Linked DNA regions of Capsicum annuum: region 1 is linked to region 2. A link is a contact called in public Hi-C data. All regions are on one chromosome and are shown on one strand. The core of a region is the stretch at or near the end of the contact, and the rest is flanking DNA. Distances in the headings are between cores, read along the strand shown.

Region 1 (5,188 bases), core at 1,128-3,627, 380 kb after region 2:
TCCAATTTTTTGCATGATATATTTTATACACATGATTAAATTTGGGCATTTTAATCTATATATCTTTAATTTAAAAGCAGAAGATTGAAGGGGAGACTTGGAGTAACTGGTAAAGTTGTCTTCATCTGATCAGGAGGTCACCTTTTCAAGTTTTAGAAACAGATTCTGATAGAAATGCAAGGTAAGACTGCGTACGATACACCCTTGTAGTGGGACCCTTACCTGGACATCGCGCATAACGATAGCTTTAGTGCACCGGAGCTGCCTTTTTTTTTTTTTTTTTTTAAGAGGAGAAGATTCAAATTTTTTCTTAAAATCTATCCAAATTGAAACATAGGGACTATTTATGAACTACCAGTCTACCACCAAGAGAGAGAATTCACATAAGTCGATTTTAAATTTCTTTTGATGGGAGCAGTCATCGCATCTGAAGTTTCTGGTATTCCTATCTAACGCATCTGCATTTGGCCATTGGGCGTGACAATGGTGGTGGTGTGTAAGAAGGGTGAAGTTTTTTCCAAAGTGTGTATGTGTAAGGAGAAAGTAATAATCAAGTTCTGGTCACCACATAAGAGATGTTCTTCTAAAACCCACATACACACACATAGAGAGAGTGTGTGTGAAGAAATTTAATTTTGTATTGTGCCAAATCTGCATAATAAGTTATGCACTGTTGTTATGCTTATAACTAAAACCACCTATCCGAAAAACTATTATTTTCTAGCTCTCACATGAAATTTATGTATTAGTCACACCAAATTACAAACATATGTACATATGAAATTAAACGGAGTCGAATTCCATCAGTAGCAGCTAGTGATGATATGGAGAAACTGTTTGAATTCTATTTTTTCTCTTTTGTAGAAATCTTTGTAGAGATCTCTTCATGAATAGACAAGTGTGAGGTTGTAATATTGGTGATGAAGGCTCTGATATTGGCGATGGAATCTTATTTGTATTTTCTCCTATTCCTCTACTTGCAAGATATATTATAGTTTTAGCCTGCATTTAGGAAAAGATATAAATTAGGATGATTAACAAAACAACTCATTTATTAATTATTATCAAAATAAGAACATGCATTTTTTAAAACCAAATTCATATACTAGCACAACTCTTGATCACCTAGCCCTGCCTCATAGAAAAAAATAAAGAAAAAGATGAAAACCTCTTTTTTTAAATCTTGGGTCTTAATAATTTGTGAGAAATTTCCGTTCAATAAAACTTCTAACAATTAGACATGTTTTTTATGACCAGAACAGTATCTTCTACATTTTTGAAAATATTCTCTGTAGCCCACAACTTTGGTCCAGAATGAAAAAAAGCATTATTTATTGTGTCTGAAAGTAACATGATCTTTATCGGAATTGATAAGAAATTTCAGTTTATTATATATTTTTTCTTTTGTTAAATTAGATCACCTTCAATGAAAATACCAAGAAGTTGCATGATCACTAGTACTACTGGTACCAAATGATAAAATCCTGTTAGCGATCCAAAATTCATGAGCAAAGGCTGCACAGAAGGTCCATACTAAATCTATATCTATCTATCTATTTCTCTCTCTATATATACATGCTGCCTTCATTTCAATTTATACATGGTCTTATACTAAAAATATGTACAATGTACCGAAATATCATTTAATTGTGTAGTGTTGAACAATTTTAAACATGTCATGCGAAAGTTAGAATTAAAGAGTTGCAAAAAATAAAAAAAAGAAAATGGACTAATAAAACAGTAAGAGGAACAAATTAAAACTTGATATACACATACCTGAAGCTCAGTAGCATAAGAAACCACAAATTTTCCGTTGTAAAATATCGTTAGTTCTTGCGGTTGCTTCTCTAATTCTTTATCGTCCTCTCTAACAGTAATAAGAAAAATAAATATACAATCAATACATTGTGCATATTATTTACAAGGACTAATGCTTATCACTAGTCCAAACTGAATATTAGACTTGTGTTAATTATATATTAATATCCATAATTACAATAATAATATATTAATATCCATAATTACAAGAACTAATCACTAAGTTTATGTGAAAGAAAGCATGAGAGAGGCTTACATTGAGAGAGAGGCTTACATTGAGGATTCGTAAGGAGAAAATGCAGGAAGAGGAGGAGGCATAAGGCTGAGCTCCAAGTTACAATTTCTTCTCATTTTCGTCAATTAACTTCAACTACACAAAATGAATGGAGCTTATTAACTCGGATCGATATTTCTGTATCTCTGTATGAGAAAAAATCAAGACTTGTAAGTTTTTTGATCAAGCTAAGTTATGGTAGCTGAGAGAATTGATGAAGAAGAAAAGGGCACTTTGAATGAAATATATACAAATGGTTTTCTTAGGTAGTGGGGTTGGGCCGCCCACAAGCCAAGAAAATGTAACACGTTTTTAATAAGTTGATTGATAAAAGGGAGTGTACACGAAAAGCACACTTCTAAAAACGATATGTACAGACCCCACATGCGCACTATTCACAAACAAGCAGCAAATTCTAGCTGCTAACTAAAACACATGGACTATGCACACACGTGTATCCGTTGGCTTATTATTTTATATTTTATCAAGGAGAAAATAATTGCTTTCGTCCTGTGTTATTGTCTTGTCTTGGTTGTAGTCTGTGATATTTGACATTTCATATTTAATTTTTAATTAATTAAAAATAGTGATTTTGGTTCTATTATTAACGGTGGTTATCAATCTAAACAAATCACGGTGGTTATCAATCAAAACAAATCAGTGACCATTGTCAAGGGCAATTACGATATTACAACAAGGAATATTTTTATACAGAGAGCAAAATATAAATGTACGAATGAATAGAGAAATCTTTCTATATCATCCTTTCTCGTACATAGACATATATCGGCCCTCCTCCCTCCCCGCTCCCCCCTCCTCCCTTCTTCAATTTTAATCCTCTAATTATACACGGATGATTGAATGACTCTTTGTGTTGGTTGTGAGCAATTATTCTCTTTAGTTGCATCTCCTATTGTGTGATAATACAATTTATCAACTCTTTCTGATGCACATAAAATAAGTGTATTCCCATGTTCTTCCGTAATACCTATCGCAAGTTTAATTCTTGCCACATTCCTCTCTCTACACGTGGTTTTAAACTCTTCCAATTTCTCTTGTTATCTTTAATTTAGCCCTGAGATGGCAATCAAATGAAGGAATTTCGAATATGCTAATAGATAGAGCTCGAGCGTTGAAAATCCTAAAAAATCTGGCGAAGTGACTTGGTTGTGGCGAAGATTGTGGCTGAACGGGGATGAAAAGAAAGAAATCATGGTTTAATCTCTCCTTCGTGTTTAGTTATCATTCTCCATACCTCATAAATTTAGCCTAACTCCCTTCTAGGTTTATGATAAAGTGGTTTTGTTATCTGTTCATCCGGAGCGATTGCTTCTTCTTCCATTGCTGCTTCACTACCGACGATGACCTTCAAGGAAAAGAAAGTCTTTCGATGGTGGCTTATTTGAATAAACATGAACTGGATGGGTAAAGATCTTCAGACAACATTCCCATGGTGAGACACCAGGCTTTGGGAGCTTACATATGTGGTACGATTTACGCTAAATAGTTGTTTCAAGAAATAGACCTAGTCAAGAGTACCGATCCTTGCTTTGTCTATCCCTCTTCTTTCTTATCGAGCTCCCATTATGCAGGAGGCCCTTTATTAGGCTTGGATGATATTTAAAGGGTTGGGGGTGAGTTGCTCCTCGACTCAGGAAACTGTTTCGAGAATCACACACACAACAAGAACCAGGAGATAATTAAAGTAAAAAGTGCAGTAGTACAGAAAGGTAAAGAACTGGGTTTTTACGTGGAAACTCCTTACTCAAGGGAGAAAAACCACGACCTTCCTCCAGGATTTCAAGCTATACTATATTCAAGAAACCCCTTGAATACAGACTCCAAGGATTAGCCTCCTAATCCTTCATTTCCTAGCAATAACTCTATTACAAGGAAATCAAGCAGTAACTTTACTGCTTCCACCCTCCAACTACCTCTAGCTGGACTCCTCAAGTTAACCCTAGCTTGACACAATCACCTAACTCTAGTTGATTTCAAGAGACGGGTACACCACAACCCCTACTGCAATTATAAGCAATGTAGGCAGACTTTTAAGAACAAAATTACAAAGACTCGACTATAACAAGGAAGTAAAGATCAACGATGAGCAATAAGTTCCCTGCTACAGTTACAGTCTTTTATTACAATGCTACTCCACTTCAGAAAGATCTTTAAATGTAAGTATATGGAATTGTTGGTTTTCTTGTTGTGGAAGATGAGCATTATAGACACAAGAAAACCCTAGAAGTAATCTCATTGGTTGAGGCAAAAAGGTGGCAATAACTTTTCACCAACTTTTATACTATGTGTCAGCTGGAAAATTGATTGTGACATCGACCAGTGAGCCTAACCCGTTTGTTAATGCATAGAGGCTTTTGTTATCACAACAAGGGTTTCAGGAAATATGTCCCAAGTTATGATTTGTGAATCATCAAAAGTAAGGAATTAACAATTTCCCCCATTTTGATAATGACAAATCCATAAAATCAGATCAACATCCTCAACATCTTTAGTTAATTTTTACTCAACAAAACCCACCCTTCAACAACACAACATAAACCATAAGAGCACATACCAGACCAGTTGCCAAACCAATTCCTCTATCACTGATGCCTATAAGAGTGAAGACATTCTTCATATCATTCCCCTTATCAATAAGCATTTAAGTTCCCCCTAAATGAGATAACCCCTATCTTTATTACAACAACACAACCATTGACTACGTATCTACACAACATATTACATATATCTGCACAACATACTACACATATCTACATAAACAGACAGACTAGTTTTCCCCCTTTTGACATCAGCGAAAAGGTTAAGAAGTAAACTATGCATAGATTAGTCATATATGTTAATCCATGGCCATTGAGCCAACACTGACGATGTTAGAGACAACATATAAGAGAAAAAAAGTGATAGCATAAAACAACCATTTAATGCCAAATTAGACCAGTACAAAAATTATTCAAAGATAGTGATAGTAAACTAACTGATACATGTGCCAACATTATCACAGGAGCAAAAAAATTAGGAGCTGAGGGAGAGAGAGTGACGAACATAGAAAAGAGAGTCTAGGATGAAGCTTTTGAC
Region 2 (5,119 bases), core at 1,595-4,094:
CTTTCTTAGGGAGGTTCTTTTAACCGACATAAACTATGTAAGCTATCATGGAGTCCAACGTCTTACCCACATTGGGGAGAGCTGTTCTACCCTTGCCATCGGAATAAAACCTTAATCTTAGTGATCACTATACTTAACCTATATTAGGACTTGAACCTATTGTGGAACGTAGTTCTGAGGCATGTGACCTCAGACTCATACCCAACTCGGTGCTAAATATGCTCATACTTTTGAAAATCCACCTTAAAATAGCGTAAGGGTCTATAGAATGAAAACCAATTATGCTTTTCTGTACTTTAAATCAAAATCAAGATGAACAAATGTGGATTTCATATCTTATCTTAAGATCAAAAGATCAATATTTTCTTTGTATCATAAGGATGATAAATGATTGTGGATTTCAAGCCTTATCTTGGAATCAAAAGATTCAAACTTTTATTGTAAACTTAGTGCTCAAACTCAAGCCTTGAATCTTAAACTTTCTTTCATATAACTTGTATACAATATCATGTTCAAAACTCAATTGAAAATCTTTAATCAATGTTAAAATCAAACACATGATATACAAATCATAATAGAAAATCTTCAAGTCAAAACATAAATAAATGAGAACATGTATGCACTTTAATTTTTCAATCACATGATAATCTCATAAACTCAAGAAAAGATAGTTTGGGTATGAACCCTAATTTGCAAATCATATAACTTTAACTTTAAAATAAGTTTTGGGCATAAGGATGAAAGAATATCCTTTTTCCTAAACCCCACATACCTTAATTGAACGAATTCTTGAAGAAGCTTGAAATTGGAACTTGAATGCTTGAATTCTTGAGCAAGAAAGCCTGAATTTCTTGTTCTTGGGAAGGGAGGCTTGAATTTTGGGTGAGGAACCCTAATTTTGATGTTCTTGATATTCTTGAATTTGAATCTTGGGACTTGAAGGATGAATTTTTGGGTGAGGAACCCTAATCTTGATGATGGGAGGAGGAAAACGTGTTAAGTGATTGAGGATGGGGGAAAATAATGCCTCCTTATGTTTTTAAGTCGTAGGGGCAGAATTTGAGGTGAGGAAAAAACAAAATACCCCTAGGAAAACAAAATAAAAATTGCAAAATTTTTCAATTGATGACTTAGTTGATAGCCTGTCAACTGGCTGGCGGCTTATCAACCTAATCATCACCTTCTCTTAATGATCTGGTTAAGGCTGACAACGGGGTTGATAGCTCGTAATTATTTAATGGTTTATCACCTCAAGTCGTCACCTTATAACTGGATTTTGTGACATTTTAGTTAAGGCTAATGATGAGGTTGATAGCTCGTCCCTTAGTTGACGGCTTATCACCTCAAGTCGTCACCTTATTGACAAACATACACTCTGAATTAAAATAAGCATAACTTTCTACTCCGATATCAGATTAAGGTAAAATCAGATGCGTTGGAAAGAAGACTCAAAGATCTTTTATTTGCTATATAATAGGACACCTGAATCATTATAACCTAGGAGATACACACATTTAAAGTGGACCTTAGTTGGAAAATCCATTAAAATTCTATGGATAGAAAAGTCCTCAACTCATCTTTGAGTTAGGAGATTTTTGTGACCTCAATTCACATACAATACAATATTTTAGTCCTATTGCCACTCTAGACTTTAGGCAACACTTTTTGGGGGGTCGCCTAAAAAAGCGTAACCTTTGATCAAAGGCCACACTTTCCAAGTGCTGCCATATCAGCTACCTTTAAAAAGCATGGCCATAAAGGTATAAAGGATATGCTTTGTAGCTTGTCATTGACAACACTTTTATTTGATAAAGCTACACTTATAAGTGTTGCCTTTGTTTTGCTATTGGGCACGCTTCACAAGCGTAGCCTTTTAAGCACCTCTATAACAACACTTAAAAAATGTGGCCTCTTTTTTTATTACCAACCACACTTCAAAATCATAGCCTTTTATACATTCTCTATGACAACACCCGTAAAGTGTAAGCATGTTTTAGATAAATGCCACAATTTAATAAAAAAGCCACACTTTTGAAGTGTAGCAATATTACCTAAAATTTGATAATTCAAGCCACATTTTACAAAAATGGCATTAGGCATATAAAATGTTAGTACATAATTTCTAATGAAAAATAATTATTCTGATCGAAATGTATACATCACTAAGCACATTATAGATACATACATGTGTATATATAATCTCACGGACCAATTAACCAATAAATAATTGAAGTGCATAGATTTGCAATGAACTTAAAAAAAACAAGTCTTTTACATACTAATTAGAAAACATTTTAAAGATTTGTACTAAGTTCCAGCGTTCCACACAAAACCAAATGTATTTAAACGTATATCAAAATATTTCAAAAATTCTTCATCATTCACTTCAATCTAGATCAAGTTGAATTGTCGTGATCACTATTCAAATTTGATGACCCCATTGTTCCTACACATTCAAAATGAAATAAACATATGAGAACTAAATTGCAGTCGTTGACTTGCAAATATTCATGAAATAAAATGAAAACAATGTGCATGCGTGATAAGAAAATGGGCCTTTTTCCTTATGTAAGTGATGCTTTATAAAAAAACATTTAAATTGCTAGACATTCAAGGAAAACCATTTAAAACATTTGCTAAGGATACGTTCTAAAAAAGAACTTAATAGGTTAAGTATAGTAAATTTGATGAAGAAAGCAATATCTTGGTAGGAAGTTGCTATAACTTCTCGATCGAGTAATTAAGTATACACAACCATGTTAAAAAGGTTAGGTATAACAGTGAATTTGATAAAGCATTGTCTTGGTGGGCACTTTTACTAGTGTCAGATGCAATGGGACAGTTGTCCAGTTTGATTATTCTGCGTTGTACTATATATTTAGCTTAGGAGTGTAAATTTGAGTCCCACATAAGTGTGAGGTGTAATATGATCTCTTTTTATAGTCTTTGACAATCTTCACTCATGAGCTACCTTTTGGTTTGAGATTTGCCCAAGGTCCACGTATTGCGCCAAAATCATCCCACTTCTTAGTTTACCTGATGTTGGGCTATATTATATTTTCGACGTTAGTCTTAATTCCTGAATCGGGGTTGGGTTTTTCTTTTTTTTTCTTTGGGGGTAAGGGGTGGGGGTGGGGGTGTTATCGAGTATCACATATCTGTGAGAGGTGTAATATGGTCTTGGGCAATCTTTAGGACATGAGCTACCTTTTGGGTTGATTTTGGTGAAAGTAACTTCCAAAACATCACATGGAGAAGGAAAATTCAACTTTCCCTACACGTCGCAGAACTTATCATATTGATCAAAACTTAAACTAATGGAAGTTTCTAAAATCTTAAGACCTATGGAAAATGTCCATAATTGGTGACCACTCAGGCTGGCAATTGGTGGTTTTCCATTTGCATGTTTTAGATTATGCTTAAAATTCCCTCTTATGAATGAACTTATATGTGAAAGAATAACTAAATATGTTAGTACAGATCCTTTATTAAGTTTTACCATTTTTTTGCAGATACTTTATCACCTGGGGATGGCATGAGATTCACGCTGGACTTCATCTTGCAAGATGCTTGATTTGTTGAAGATACCGAAGGTATCAACTACACTTGTACTCCCATCAAGTGCTCAGGTATTGTATGGTTTCTGTTTCTCTATGATTTAAAAAAAAAACAATAATTACGCCTCAATCCCAAGCAAGTTGGGTCAGCAGTATATTCTCACTACTATGCTACGCTATGTAAGCTCATCTTGGACCCATAATATACAAAATAATAACAATAATAATAGTAGTGACAATAGTGATAAAGAAATAGACCTTGGACCCTTACTCAACCGCAAACTTAGCTCAAGAGATGAGGATTGCCCGAGACCATATAAATTGACTAATTTTCCTCTTTCCCACTGCATTTAGGCACCGCAATCCCATCTAATAGCACCTCAACTTTATTCTTCTTAAATTGGCTAAAATTGCAGTACATATATTCAGCCTTGCCTCTACTTACCCAGGAACTCGTGCTCTCTACAGGGCTTCTCTACAATTCAAGCTCCTGATTGATAATTGACACCCTTGCTGGTTTCATCAACTAGTGCAGCATTTGAAATTTAACCTTTACTATGTATAAAGTGCTCAACCTCATTCTTCATAAATTGGCTAAAATTGCAGTTATCATGTCTAGACATGGACTGGAAGCGCACTTTAAAGCAAGCACGGTTACATATGAATTTGTTAGAGCCAGTTGTGGCATTTAGAAGAGTTTTGCTTTGATATTAAATTGCCAGAATTATACTGTACAACATCTGCTTGAATCTGCAGCTATTCTCCGCAAGGTTATTCTGCTATAATTAGTACTTCCTATATATATTCTTCGTGATGTACAGGTGTCCAGGTTTTCACAGGCTGCTTCAGCTTTGCATGAATTCAAGTTTCTTTGTGTTGAAATGGGAGAACAGTCCAACCTTTACTGGCTTGGACGGGTACAGATATGCGAAGTTACTATAACTTCTCAAGTGAGTAATTAAGCATACTACACAACCATGTTAAGGACTTCCCCAACTCATCAGTGATAACTGATAAATCCTTGATGAAATCTATTCAGAAAGTTCTCTTTCATTCTCAGGTTTCACAGATAATTCTGATTTTTAAGCTTCACTTGTTTTACATAAAAATGTCCAACACCTTTTCAAGGACATAAAAATAATTATAACATTACATAACTATATTTACCTAAGTTTCTTATATTCAAAAAAGATAGAAGTAAGAAAAGAGAGAGACTTATAAGAAATTTAGATTTAAAAAAGGTAATGCAAGTCAAGTAACAACAAAGAAATCATAATCCAAATAGCGGCAACAGAATGATTAACAGACTGGTGACGAGAGGTTTCTCAGGTGTAGGCACCCGCCAGGTATGCAATACAATACAAATAAGCATCTTTTCAAAAAAATTATTGAGTACACTTAGAATGGTATCACAAATACTGGTTAGAAGTTTTTGACCTGCAAATACTTCATTTTTGCTGGCTAATATACCAGACATACCAATTTCATCACTATAATGCAGACTATTGTAGTCGTACCATGAAAATTTAATAAAGGGAATAACAACCAGAAAAGGAAAAAAA

Evidence for each region. A called contact is a pair of places that touch in the nucleus more often than the background predicts.
Region 1: a contact with region 2 is called in a Hi-C map of placenta, with 3 times the contacts expected there. The contact joins the promoter of LOC107838868 here to the enhancer-like site in region 2. A contact is called at or near these places in 2 of 5 Hi-C or Micro-C datasets (leaf and placenta).

Annotation. Positions count from the first base shown.
Region 1 is chr8:123,635,802-123,640,989 of UCD10Xv1.1, forward strand. It overlaps LOC107838868 (protein TIFY 5A), which reads right to left and starts at 2,378. Exons shown (of 3, transcript XM_016682106.2): 1 at 2,093-2,378; 2 at 1,777-1,867; 3 at 545-1,002. The coding sequence starts at 2,169. The coding sequence ends at 814.
Region 2 is chr8:123,253,132-123,258,250 of UCD10Xv1.1, forward strand. LOC107838867 (a long non-coding RNA gene) reads right to left here. Exons shown (of 5, transcript XR_001664818.2): 4 at 3,500-3,651; 5 at 2,254-2,446. Among protein-coding and RNA genes, the nearest start is that of LOC107838867, 4.5 kb to the right of the region's middle. Within about 2 kb of position 2,845, at least 4 of the 5 cell types and tissues checked have an H3K27ac peak or open chromatin away from gene starts, as enhancers often do. A contact at or near this core is called in leaf, where this site is marked.